Regions from separate parts of the Mus musculus genome. Here regions 2, 3 and 4 are each linked to region 1. The links are chromatin contacts, called in public ChIA-PET and HiChIP or PLAC-seq maps. All regions are on one chromosome and are shown on one strand. The core of a region is the stretch at or near the end of the contact, and the rest is flanking DNA. Distances in the headings are between cores, read along the strand shown.

Region 1 (2,523 bases), core at 17-2,516:
CTGGCTGTAGTGGAAAGATGTTTCCATCCCAGAACCCACATGGTGGCTCAGGACCACCATAACTCTAGTCTGACCTCCGTCGGCACCAGGCATGCAGGTGGTGCATATATGGATGCAGGCTAAAACCCCATACATAAAAAAAGAAATAGGCCGGCTGTAACTTCCTCATTTAGAGGTATGTATTGCCTTCCATTTGATTTGTGGGGATTTTGTGTGCTAGTTAGACTCAACTCACCTGCCTCACTTCTTCCAGCCAAGTAACTCACTCATTTCTTTTAATCCAGAGACAGGATTTTTCTTTTCTTTTCCTTCCTTTCTTTCTTCCTTCCTTCCTTCCTTTCTTTTTCTTTCTTTTTTTTGGTTTTTCGAGACAGGGTTTCTCTGTGTAGCCCTGGCTGGCTGCCCTGAAACTCACTTTGTAGACCAGGCTGGCCTCGAACTCAGAAATCCGCCTGCCTCTGCCTCCCAAGTGCTGGGATTAAAGGTGTGTGCCACCACTGCCAGGCGCAAGCCAAGTTTTATTAAGCTTGAGAAGTAGCTTCCTACAGGGGAGGGGGACTCAAAAGAGAATTGCCCACAGTTTACATTTTTTTCTTGCCAGTGCTTAAGCTTTTAGATATCCCATGTCTTATAGCACTGGCTAGCCTAGAAGTCACTGTGTAGCCTTGGCAAGCCTCATACTTGATATTCTCCTGCCTCCACCGGCTGAGACGCTAGGAGAATGCCACCACAGCCGATTTGTACCCAGCTATTTTTACACGTGGGATGGCTTTTTCATTTCTAAAATTAATTAGTCGTCGATTTTGAAAGGTACACGTTTCATATATCCCTGTCTTATTCCCGAATTATCTTAGTGACCTTAGTAGTTGCTCTGGTGCTGGAATGTGAGAGTGAACGATATGGGGCCCGCCCTGCTCTTCTACAGTTAGTAACATCAGCAAATTATCTACTCTATGGAAGGGACTTAATGCGGATTAAATTCAAGAGAGACAAGGTTCTTTAGAGCTGGTGACAGGATACGCAGTCCCCAACCAGGCGTCCCATTCTATGTGGTGACAGGTTCGGAGCACTTCCTCATCCTTGTCGTCCCTCCCGGGCCCCGCCCCCGCCCCGCCCCGTTTGCGCCTGCGCATAGCCATACCACGCGTCAGTCCCTCCCACTAAAAGGAGCGTGAGAGGCCGGAAGAAACTGACGCCATCGGGAAGGCTTGAGTCTGGGCCGCGGGCCAGAGGCCGCCGGAAGTGCTCAGCGTTGTTGACGGAAGTAGAGAGAAGGCTGTAATGGCGGCTGTGACTGAAGTTGTGGTGAGTATCACCGGCTTCGCGTAGGTGTCAGTCCGGGAGACGCCGGGGCTGAGGACATGGGTGGGATCCGGGTGCGGCTCCCGGGGAGACCAGGGTGCCGGGCCCAGGCCTGGGCCGTGGCCCCTGGCAGACGCCGAGCCTGAAGCCGGTTATGATCGCAGGTCCCCGCGGATGGCGCGGAAGCCAGGCCCTTGGCGGCCGAGGAGCTGGCGGCGCAGAAGCGGGAGCAGAGACTACGCAAGTTCCGTGAGCTGCATCTGAAGCGGGTGAGTGGCGGGGCTGCGGGCCAGGCTGGCAGTAGGGCTGGAGGAGCAGGAGGAGGAAGGCGCACCACGCACCAGATCTCCGGACCCGGCGTCCCCGGGACCAGATCTCCGCCCGCCGGTGGGTCTGGACTCGGGTTGAGATCGCTTTGACACACGTCAAAAGCCCCACCCGCCTGCTCCACCCGGCCACACCCACATTACCGGGTGTACCTTAGGTTTTTCCTCTTGTTCCATGATTCTTCGTTTTTCATCTAGGGAAATAATTGGTTAGAAATAGTAATCAGACCTTTCTCACCTTAAAAACAGCGAGCACACACTTTCCCTTTTCTCCGAGTTCAGACTCAAAAAAGTATAACTTATTTCCCATCTCTTGTTTGGATGTCTACTCAAATCGTAAGCATGGCTGGCGAGTCACTCTCAACATTAGCATTCTTTCCCAGAAGCTAGCTCCCTCTCACTTCTTTATGTGACTGCTTGGTCATCTGACCCTTTTTCTGAACCTGCTTGTTTTCTTGGACTATAATTCAAAAGGCATGCTATATCTTCTTACTGTCTCCCTTCTAGCACCTGCCAAGATTTTCAGCCTGCTTGACTTGTTTTTGTCTTGATCTCTTTTTTTTTTAAAGATTTATTTATTTTATGTATGTGAGTACACTGTAGCTGTACAGATGGTTGTGAGCCTTTATGTGGTATTTGGGGATTGAATTTAGGACCTCTGCTTGCTCTGGTCACCCCTGCTCTCTCCGGCCCAAAGATTTATTTATTACAAAAATTACTCTGTAGCTGTCTTCAGACATACTAGAAGACAGTGTGAGATCCCATTACAGGTGGTTGTGAGCCACCATATGGTTGCTGGGATTTGAACTTGGGACCTTTGGAAGAGCAGTCAGTGCTCTTACCTGCTGAGCTATCTCTCCAGCTCCTGTCTTTTTTTTTTGAGACAGGGTTTTTC
Region 2 (2,523 bases), core at 9-2,508, 480 kb after region 1:
CCGGGTCACAGTCTGCCTCTGTCACCTCCTTACAGGACAAGGAATGTTCGAAAGCCTCAGGACACAGGACAGTTGAAGCTGATAATGAACTGTGGCCCATCAGATCAACGATACTGAAATCACAGGACACACGGATGAGGCTCACTGACCAGTTTCCACACGTGCAGCGAGCATACTACAGTGCACAGACCAGGGGATTACAGACATGCTGGATTCGGGACTTAATCCAGCTGCAGGTTCAGTTGTGGGGATCAATGTGCAACAGCTGTGAATGCGTTCTCACACGTCAAAGACACACATGACGTGAATAGATACTCAGAGGCTGACAGCAGAGGGCACAGCACGGCACAGGACTGAGACCTGTGGTCCCTTAGTCCTCAATTGGACTTAGGAAGAGGGGTGCCAACAGGGAACGGTACAGAAAACCACAAATTATCTGCATAGATAGAAAAGAAACCCCCCTGTGTCATAAACGCACATCCGGTCAGGTCAGGCCATGTGGGACCTGCAAGGGTCTCGGGACCCACTTCAAGAACTGCAGGTTTCCAAGAGAAAGCACTAACCCGAGTGAGTAGGTGGTGTCTGCATGCTGACCGTATCTGGGATCACTTCTAGCCTTGACTAGAAACCACAGGGAAGGAATACGGCACGTTCCCAGCCGTGGACAAGATGCACAGTTGCTGTTATCTGTCCCTGGGATACCTGGACACCCAGGAATCCCCTTGTTTTTAGACAGGGTCTCGGTACATGGCCCAGGCTGGCCTTAAGCTTGCCAAGCCCTGGTACCTCTGCCTCCCAAGCGCTGAGAGGACAGCCTATGTCACTGTGCTGAATACACGGTAATCCTGACTATGAACTGCGCTCCACTCAAGACTGAGGGAAACAGTGGCACTCTGAGAGGGATGGCTTTTCTGGAGAACACACTCTTGAAGGGAGTTTGAAACACCAACAGTCATTTGTCATGTGGTTGCTCAAGGTTCATACATCGTACTCTCTCTGTGTGTGTACTTAAGTTTGTGTAGAATGAGTCCAGAACAGACTTCTTGGCTAGAAGTAAATATTTTCCCAGTTGCTCTGTACTGTCACACCAAGAAAAAGGAAAAACCTTATTCTGAGACGGTTTAACTCATGTAGCCCAAGCTAGCCCCGTTCTCTCAATCCTCCTGCCTCAGTCTCCTGCAGGCTGAGATTACAGGCCAGGGCCACCACACCCAGACAACGGTTTCCTTTAAGATAGATGTATTATGGAGCACAGAGGGAGGCTGGAGGTGACCCGGGGTGAGGTCTCAGGCTCTATAGAGAAGAAGGCAAGCAGGTAGGTGTGAACCCAAGGCATCAAAGAATCCAGTACACTCCCATGGTTTAATTATGCGTAAAGCTTTCCTCTGAAAACCAAATCCTCCAGTCTAAAAATAGTTTACATAAAAATATAAAGCCCAGGCCCACCGTTAGTCTGGAATAGAACTTGATTCTCTAAACCGAGGGAGAGGGACATTCCGTAGAACCTTTAACTCCATGCATCCTTTGTGCCTGGCTCCGCTCTCACTACTGTTTACATTTTAACATGTAAATTCTAACACATGGCATGAATGTGACTATCCAGGGAACCCAGATAAGGTGGCAACACAACTGCCAGTGGCCAAGGTAGCATCAAGTATGCAGATTTGAACTTCTTGACTTAAAAAAAAAAAGAATGTTCTTTCATTGAGGGGTAGAAAATGAAAGCCAAGACAAATTTTAAAACAGGGTTATGATCACATAGAAAATTAGAGAGAACGTGTACTGTATAACGGGGAACACACAAACTCCCCAACTGTGAGAACACACTTGCTGGCAGCTAGGGTCTACCTTACAATCAAATGAAGTACACTGCCGAGCTCAGCACTGCAAAGCACTGTAAGCCAAGGATGAACTCTTGATCTACTGCATTCGCCTCCAAAGTCTCAGGATTACAGCAGCTGTGTGCCTGCATCCAGTCAACTGGGAAGACCCACTGAGGCCTGGCGTTTGAGACCAACCTGGGCCACACTGAGCTGTCACCTCAAAACCAAACTCACTTTATCTGACAGATGACTTGGATCTAAAAACCAATGCGGGTGGAATCGTAATCTGCAACTGAATCTGCACGGAGGGCTCCCAATGGCAAACGCAGAATTCAGCATTCCACAGGACCTGAAGGCAAGGGACACTCTCCTGTTCTTGTCAGGTATGGTGGCACACACCCTCAGTCCTAGCACTTATGAGACAGAGGCAGGAGGAGCAGTTCAGGGTCATCCTTGGGACACAGCAAGTTTGAGGTCAACCTGGACTACATGGGACCCGGTTTTAATGACAGACAATGCACCTGTGTGCGTGTGTTTGTGTGTGAGCTCATGCATGCACGCTCATGAAATCAATCCTACCACAAAAGGACTCAGCCCTAACATGTCACGCAAAGTACACGGCTCTCATGGCTTCATTTCTCTACGTTCTTTTCTTTGCAGTTGCAGCTATGTTCCTCTCTGTTCTATGCCCAGCCCCTTC
Region 3 (2,523 bases), core at 9-2,508, 310 kb after region 1:
TTTAGCCAGGCTGACTGGCTAGAGAGCTCCTGCTCTCTGTCTTTGGGGACGATGGGAACAGAAGTGTTCTTCAAAAATATGGGGGTGGGGGGGAGGACCGGGGGACAAGTTCCTGAGGGAATGAGGGGCATCCTACTTATCAGAACTCTTCTTGGCCTCCCTTAATCTGGCCTCTAGAGAGAAACCTAGACACACATCTTCAACTAGCAAGACTGCTCTTATTTTATACCAGAAGTGCTGTAATATCACAGAAAATATACTATTACCTAAAAACTAGGCTAAATGAAACAGACCACATTATTCAGCTCTCTAAAACTCCTATTCTTGCCTTCCCTACCTCAAACTGCAATTGGACCCCATGTGTGTGCTAGCTGGGAGGGGGCTCTAATCCTAAGCTGTGCCACCCCCTCAAAGCCCCCACAGAGATCCAGATGCTACCATTCACAATTAGCAGACTTTGTCAGCCAGAAGGCAGAGCTCTTGGTGGCTTGTGTTTACGCTGAGAAACTCAAGGGTTTCACTGCTTGTACACTAAACCTTGGCCTTCAGGGCTCCTCAGAGGTTTAAGGTAACCAGGTTCCAAGGGAGATTCACCCACATGCAGCCACGGGTAGCAAACACACCAAGAGAAAAACTAGGACTCGGGGTGACACTGTAAATCGACCCGAATGTTTATACAAGTTAAATCTTAAACAGAAAACCTGAGTAACTTCTGTGTCCTTCATGTGCAATCAAAGCAGAGGGCAGGAAAGGATCCATGCTGATGGTAAACTGCACACTCGAGAGCCGACTTCACAGCACAGGCAAGCCTTACCTTTTCAGGTCAACGGTTGTGACACTGAACACGACTCCTTTGAGCCAAAGGATCATGAAGAGCCTCTGTGAAAAGGGGCAGTTTCCAATGCTTTCACCATCACTTCCGGCCTGGAGGCAGAGCAAACATTAAAGACAAGGTCAAAACGATGACACGCAAGCAGCAGAGCTGCCGATGAATTCCAACCAGAATATTAGGAGCGACAAGGAGGGGGCACATGCAGGGTGTAGTGATAATGGGCTTTCCTGTGCCTCTCTACTGCAACTTTCCAATGTGGCAGCCAGCAGCAACAGCTGGCTAATGACTACTTAAAACGGGGATGTACCAGTGTGGTGAAAATTTCATTTTACTTATCTTGAAAAGCCACACTTGGCTAAGAGATGTGTGATGGTCTGATGAAGATGCCCCCCTGTTGTTTCTGTCATTTGAACACTTGAAAACAGCTTGTGGCGCTGTTTGGAAATGATTAGGAGGGGTGGCCTTGGTGGAGGAAGTATGTCACTGGGGGTAGGCTATAAGCCATGGTTTATTTATAGTTTGAGATGTGAGCTCTCTCTCAATGGCTGCTCCAGCAGCCAAGCCTGGTGCCCACTGTCACATTTCCCCACTGTGGTAGTGATAACTCCTATTCCTCTAGAGCCCTTAAAGGGCTTATTTACCGGTCCTTCTAGGAGTTGCCGTGGTCATGGTTTTTATCACAGCAATAGAAAATTAACTAAAGGCTGCTATGTTGAGAAGCGCATCATACCCAAGGACACATACACTGAGTAGCCCTGGCTGTCCTGGAACTTGCTCTGTTGACCAAGCTGGCCTCCAATTAAGTCCTTGGTGTAGGTTCCGTCAGACTGCCTTGTTTGTCCAAGTGTTGAGATTAAAGGTATGCACCACCACTGCCTGGAAACAGCATTTTTTATAAGGCAACATGAAACAAGGAAATGTATAATGTCTGTCTTCAAAGAGTTAAATAATTGCCGATCACCATAATCAAAGGTGGTAGAGTCTGGTGGTGGTGGCACATGCCTTTAATCCCAGCTCTTGGGAGGCAGAGGCAGGCGGATTTCTGAGTTCGAGGCCAGCCTGGTCTACAGTGAGTTCCAGGACAGCGGGGGCTACAAAGAGAAATCTTGTCTGAAAAAAAAAAAAAAAAAAAACCAAAAACAAAACCCTACACCCATGTTATTTCATGGAGCAAGAAAATAACCAGACACTTGTATAAGCATTTTTGAAATCCTGTTTAAATGAAGCAGTTTACTGCCCTGAGCACAATGATGGACGAGCAGCCTTCTGAAGTTCAAGCCAGACAAATCTTTAATTTTATCAAACATGCCCCAAGATTCAAAGGGAGATGGGGAGACAGGTGTGGTGTCACACACCTGCAATCCCGGCACTTGAGAGGCAGAGGCAGGAGGATCAGGAGTTCAAAGTCGTCTTTTACTACAGAGCAGGTTGGAGGCCAGCCTGAGCCATCCCACCCTGTCTTAGGAGAAAGACACTCCAGCTCATCTTCATTCTGATCACTTCAGCCAGTCCTCCACAGAGGTGGCCATTCACAATGGCAGCCAAGAGCGCTGCTTTCTCAGCCTGGTTCATCTGCATCTTTGGGGGTTTGGTCTTACCACAGCAAAAAGGGAAACAGGAAATATGGAAGTCCCCTGCTTGTTTACTTACACACACACACACACACACACACACACACACACACGGCAAAC
Region 4 (2,523 bases), core at 8-2,507, 290 kb after region 1:
ATATGGAAATGAACACCTGCAGTTCGTGGAAATACAAACTGGTACAGACTTTGAAATTTTGGCAAAATGCATAAAGTAGCTAGAGATGGTGGTACGGGCTATAATCTGCATCCAGGAGAGCTGCAGCCAACAGTAAGACACCGTCTCAAAAGGACGAGGAAAGGTGCAAACCTTCCCACACCTACCTGTAACCTAGCTCAAGGGCAATACCCGATAGCATAGTCAAAGAGGCCATCTACAAGGTCCAACAACTGGGAAATGGCAAATAGAATTCCTATTAAATAAGAAGAATATATAAATAAGAATTTATAAAGCCAGAGGCAGACTTGTTTGGACATGGAATGACTTGAAGGGATGTGGGGGTGCCCAGGAGATCACTCTGTAGCCAGCCTAGTCTGGAATGCCCGGCCATTTCCTGCTCGGCCCCCAGAGTGCTGGGATCAGTGGCAGGAAGCATTTATAATGCACAATAATATGAACGTGCAAGTGCACTACACCACTCACTGTTTTATATAAAATGACTCCCAGTCACCTTGGATCTGTTATTGAATTACATACTGAAATTATATTCATTCAACTATTCCCCTGTTGTAAGTCAGGAAGGATCAGAGAAATATTTTCTGAACACAACGGGACCCTATACTCACAAACTCACGGTAGCTGGGGTCACCTGCACAAAGCATTTCTGCATGGGAATGGGGAGACTTGTGAACCCCCATCCCTGGCTGAGTCAGTTTTCTCTGCAGGTGTGGCTACTGGTAGGTCACCCATGCTCCAGTGCACAGCCCCACACCCAGGAAGATGTGAACAGAAAATTGTAAACAGTGGATTGCTAAAAACAAAACCTGAAGCTGGAAGTGTGGGGAGATGGGGTGGATCTGGTAGAGTTGGTGGGAGGAGAGGAGTGAACAGGACCAAAGTACATTGTGTGCATGTGTGACAGTCTCAAAGAACGAAAAGATCCTATCTTTTAAAAATTATCCCTGTCAACCTTAGCTTTTCCAATAAACATAACTTGCTCTGTTACTTACATGTTTGAACGGGCAGATTCAAGGCAGAAGTGTTAAATGTGTTATCAACATTCCTGTTGTTAAAATACATACACAATTGAGCGAGGGTATAGCTCAGTGTTAGAGCTCTCAGCTAGTACGTGAGAAACTCTGGGTGGATAGTTTAATTTTGAGATATGGTCTCACAGCATCACCTTAGCCGCCCTTTGCCCCAGTAGCGGTGGGATTAAAGATGCGCACCACACGCCTGGTTCACTTCTCTCTTAGTGCTTAGGTTACATAAACCTACTCCCGGCCAACTTGTACCTGTTACCAAAAGATAGACCGATCCATTTATTGATCTATCGATTGATTGATCTATCCGTCTTCTGTCACCTATCCCCTCTCCCTCTCCCTCCTCCTCTGTCTCTGTCTCTGTCTCTGTCTCTTTCTCACAGTTCCCTTTAGTTTATTCACTAAAGCCTATTGGTTTACGGTGTACTTCAATCTAAGCACTGGCCCTGACCCATGTTCAGGTGGCTAATTTGTATCTAGACACCTAAGCCCAGAGGGTCTTTAAAATATTCAGCTACATTGGATTTTATAAGCACTTACTAGGCTGGTACAGCAGACTTGTGTGCACTGTGGTTACAAGTGTTGGGAGGCGCAGCCTCACCTCACTGCCTAGGTTTACTGAAAGCATGCAACTGCTCAGCAGACAGGAAGAGAACTGTAACTAACACACACACACACACACACACACACACACACACACACACACACACGGACAAGCATTCAGCTTGAATTTGATTTAAAGGTGTTTTCGAAAGTCTTGGAGCAGTGACAGGCCCTTGTGAGAAAAGTACCTTGGCAACTAGAACTCTTTATTTACCAGCAGGTACTGAACACAAAGCCTTGCTGAACACGTCACGTGCTTGCTGAGCCCCCTCCTTACTGTGCAGCACTGTAAAGACAGTGGGCGTAAGTGGCCACTTAAAGCAGTAACAACTTGACAGATAAAAAATAGAATACAAAGTTATACTTAAGTGAGTCACTTTTCCTCCCCCAGCCTTCACCCCCAAGGCAAAGGAAAATTCATTTTACTCTCCTCTTCTCCCCTCCATGTAGTAAATGAAATCCGACCAACTCTCCAGACACTCCCTCAAACACTGCACGCAGAAATAAAAACATTATGAGCAGGAGAGCACAAAGGCTGCTCAGCTAGCAGGCCTGGGTATAAAAGCCGGCTTTGTGAACAAGGTGGCCCGGGCAAGCAGGCGGCCCAAACACTCTGGGAAGCAGGGGCTCCAACCTAACATTTGCTTAGACAGAACATTAGTCAGGAAAACGGCCAATTACTCAAGAAAATTGCTTCTAAACCAAGGCAGCCACAGAACACATTATAAAAATAGACATACACCAGGCCTGGGCACTAAAACAGTCCCTTTCTCCATCACTGAAGAAAAACATTCCAGAAACCAAGAGCAAAGACATGGAAATCCCACAGTGAATTATGAAACACTATAACCTTAAA

What was found. ChIA-PET counts read pairs in DNA pulled down with a chosen protein or histone mark. HiChIP or PLAC-seq counts read pairs in DNA pulled down with a chosen protein or histone mark.
Region 2: a contact with region 1 is called in an H3K27ac HiChIP or PLAC-seq map of embryonic stem cells, with 2.2 times the contacts expected there. The contact joins the enhancer-like site here to the promoter of Syf2 in region 1. A contact is called at or near these places in 9 of 39 promoter capture datasets (the 3T3-L1 cell line, the C10 cell line, the HPC-7 cell line and 4 more), 1 of 15 datasets of contacts at CTCF or cohesin (large pre-B cells), 11 of 484 Hi-C or Micro-C datasets (B cells, the G1E-ER4 cell line, LSK cells and 7 more), 13 of 115 datasets of contacts at active chromatin or transcription factors (the 230-238 cell line, the SCID.adh cell line, T-cell acute lymphoblastic leukemia and 9 more) and 2 of 9 other capture datasets (embryonic stem cells and liver).
Region 3: an H3K4me3 HiChIP or PLAC-seq map of bone marrow-derived macrophages shows a contact between it and region 1, with 3 times the contacts expected there. The contact joins the enhancer-like site here to the promoter of Syf2 in region 1. A contact is called at or near these places in 14 of 39 promoter capture datasets (the 3T3-L1 cell line, the C10 cell line, the HPC-7 cell line and 8 more), 1 of 15 datasets of contacts at CTCF or cohesin (the NIH/3T3 cell line), 2 of 484 Hi-C or Micro-C datasets (B cells and nephron progenitors), 29 of 115 datasets of contacts at active chromatin or transcription factors (the NIH/3T3 cell line, the SCID.adh cell line, T-cell acute lymphoblastic leukemia and 21 more) and 4 of 9 other capture datasets (adipose tissue, embryonic stem cells, macrophages and 1 more).
Region 4: an RNA polymerase II ChIA-PET map of memory CD8 T cells shows a contact between it and region 1, with 4 times the contacts expected there. The contact joins the enhancer-like site here to the promoter of Syf2 in region 1. A contact is called at or near these places in 16 of 39 promoter capture datasets (the 3T3-L1 cell line, the C10 cell line, the HPC-7 cell line and 7 more), 1 of 15 datasets of contacts at CTCF or cohesin (the NIH/3T3 cell line), 44 of 484 Hi-C or Micro-C datasets (the AML12 cell line, B cells, CD8 T cells and 33 more), 34 of 115 datasets of contacts at active chromatin or transcription factors (the 230-238 cell line, the HPC-7 cell line, the NIH/3T3 cell line and 26 more) and 2 of 9 other capture datasets (embryonic stem cells and macrophages).

Annotation. Positions count from the first base shown.
Region 1 is chr4:134,929,714-134,932,236 of GRCm38.p6, forward strand. It overlaps Syf2 (SYF2 homolog, RNA splicing factor (S. cerevisiae)), which reads left to right and starts at 1,267. Exons shown (of 7, transcript NM_026780.3): 1 at 1,267-1,305; 2 at 1,467-1,571. The coding sequence starts at 1,282.
Region 2 is chr4:135,412,378-135,414,900 of GRCm38.p6, forward strand. It overlaps Rcan3 (regulator of calcineurin 3), which reads right to left. Exons shown (of 5, transcript NM_022980.4): 5 at 1-2,523. Among named protein-coding and RNA genes, the nearest start is that of Mir700, 3.0 kb to the right of the region's middle. Within about 2 kb of position 1,259, at least 3 of the 459 cell types and tissues checked have an H3K27ac peak or open chromatin away from gene starts, as enhancers often do. A contact at or near this core is called in embryonic stem cells, where this site is marked.
Region 3 is chr4:135,238,048-135,240,570 of GRCm38.p6, forward strand. It overlaps Clic4 (chloride intracellular channel 4 (mitochondrial)), which reads right to left. Exons shown (of 6, transcript NM_013885.2): 2 at 815-924. Among named protein-coding and RNA genes, the nearest start is that of Clic4, 33 kb to the right of the region's middle. Within about 2 kb of position 1,259, at least 57 of the 459 cell types and tissues checked have an H3K27ac peak or open chromatin away from gene starts, as enhancers often do. A contact at or near this core is called in B cells, the HPC-7 cell line, bone marrow-derived macrophages and 5 more, where this site is marked.
Region 4 is chr4:135,219,999-135,222,521 of GRCm38.p6, forward strand. All of the region lies in intron 4 of Clic4 (chloride intracellular channel 4 (mitochondrial)), which reads right to left. Among named protein-coding and RNA genes, the nearest start is that of Clic4, 52 kb to the right of the region's middle. Within about 2 kb of position 1,258, at least 17 of the 459 cell types and tissues checked have an H3K27ac peak or open chromatin away from gene starts, as enhancers often do. A contact at or near this core is called in CD8 central memory T cells, liver and memory CD8 T cells, where this site is marked.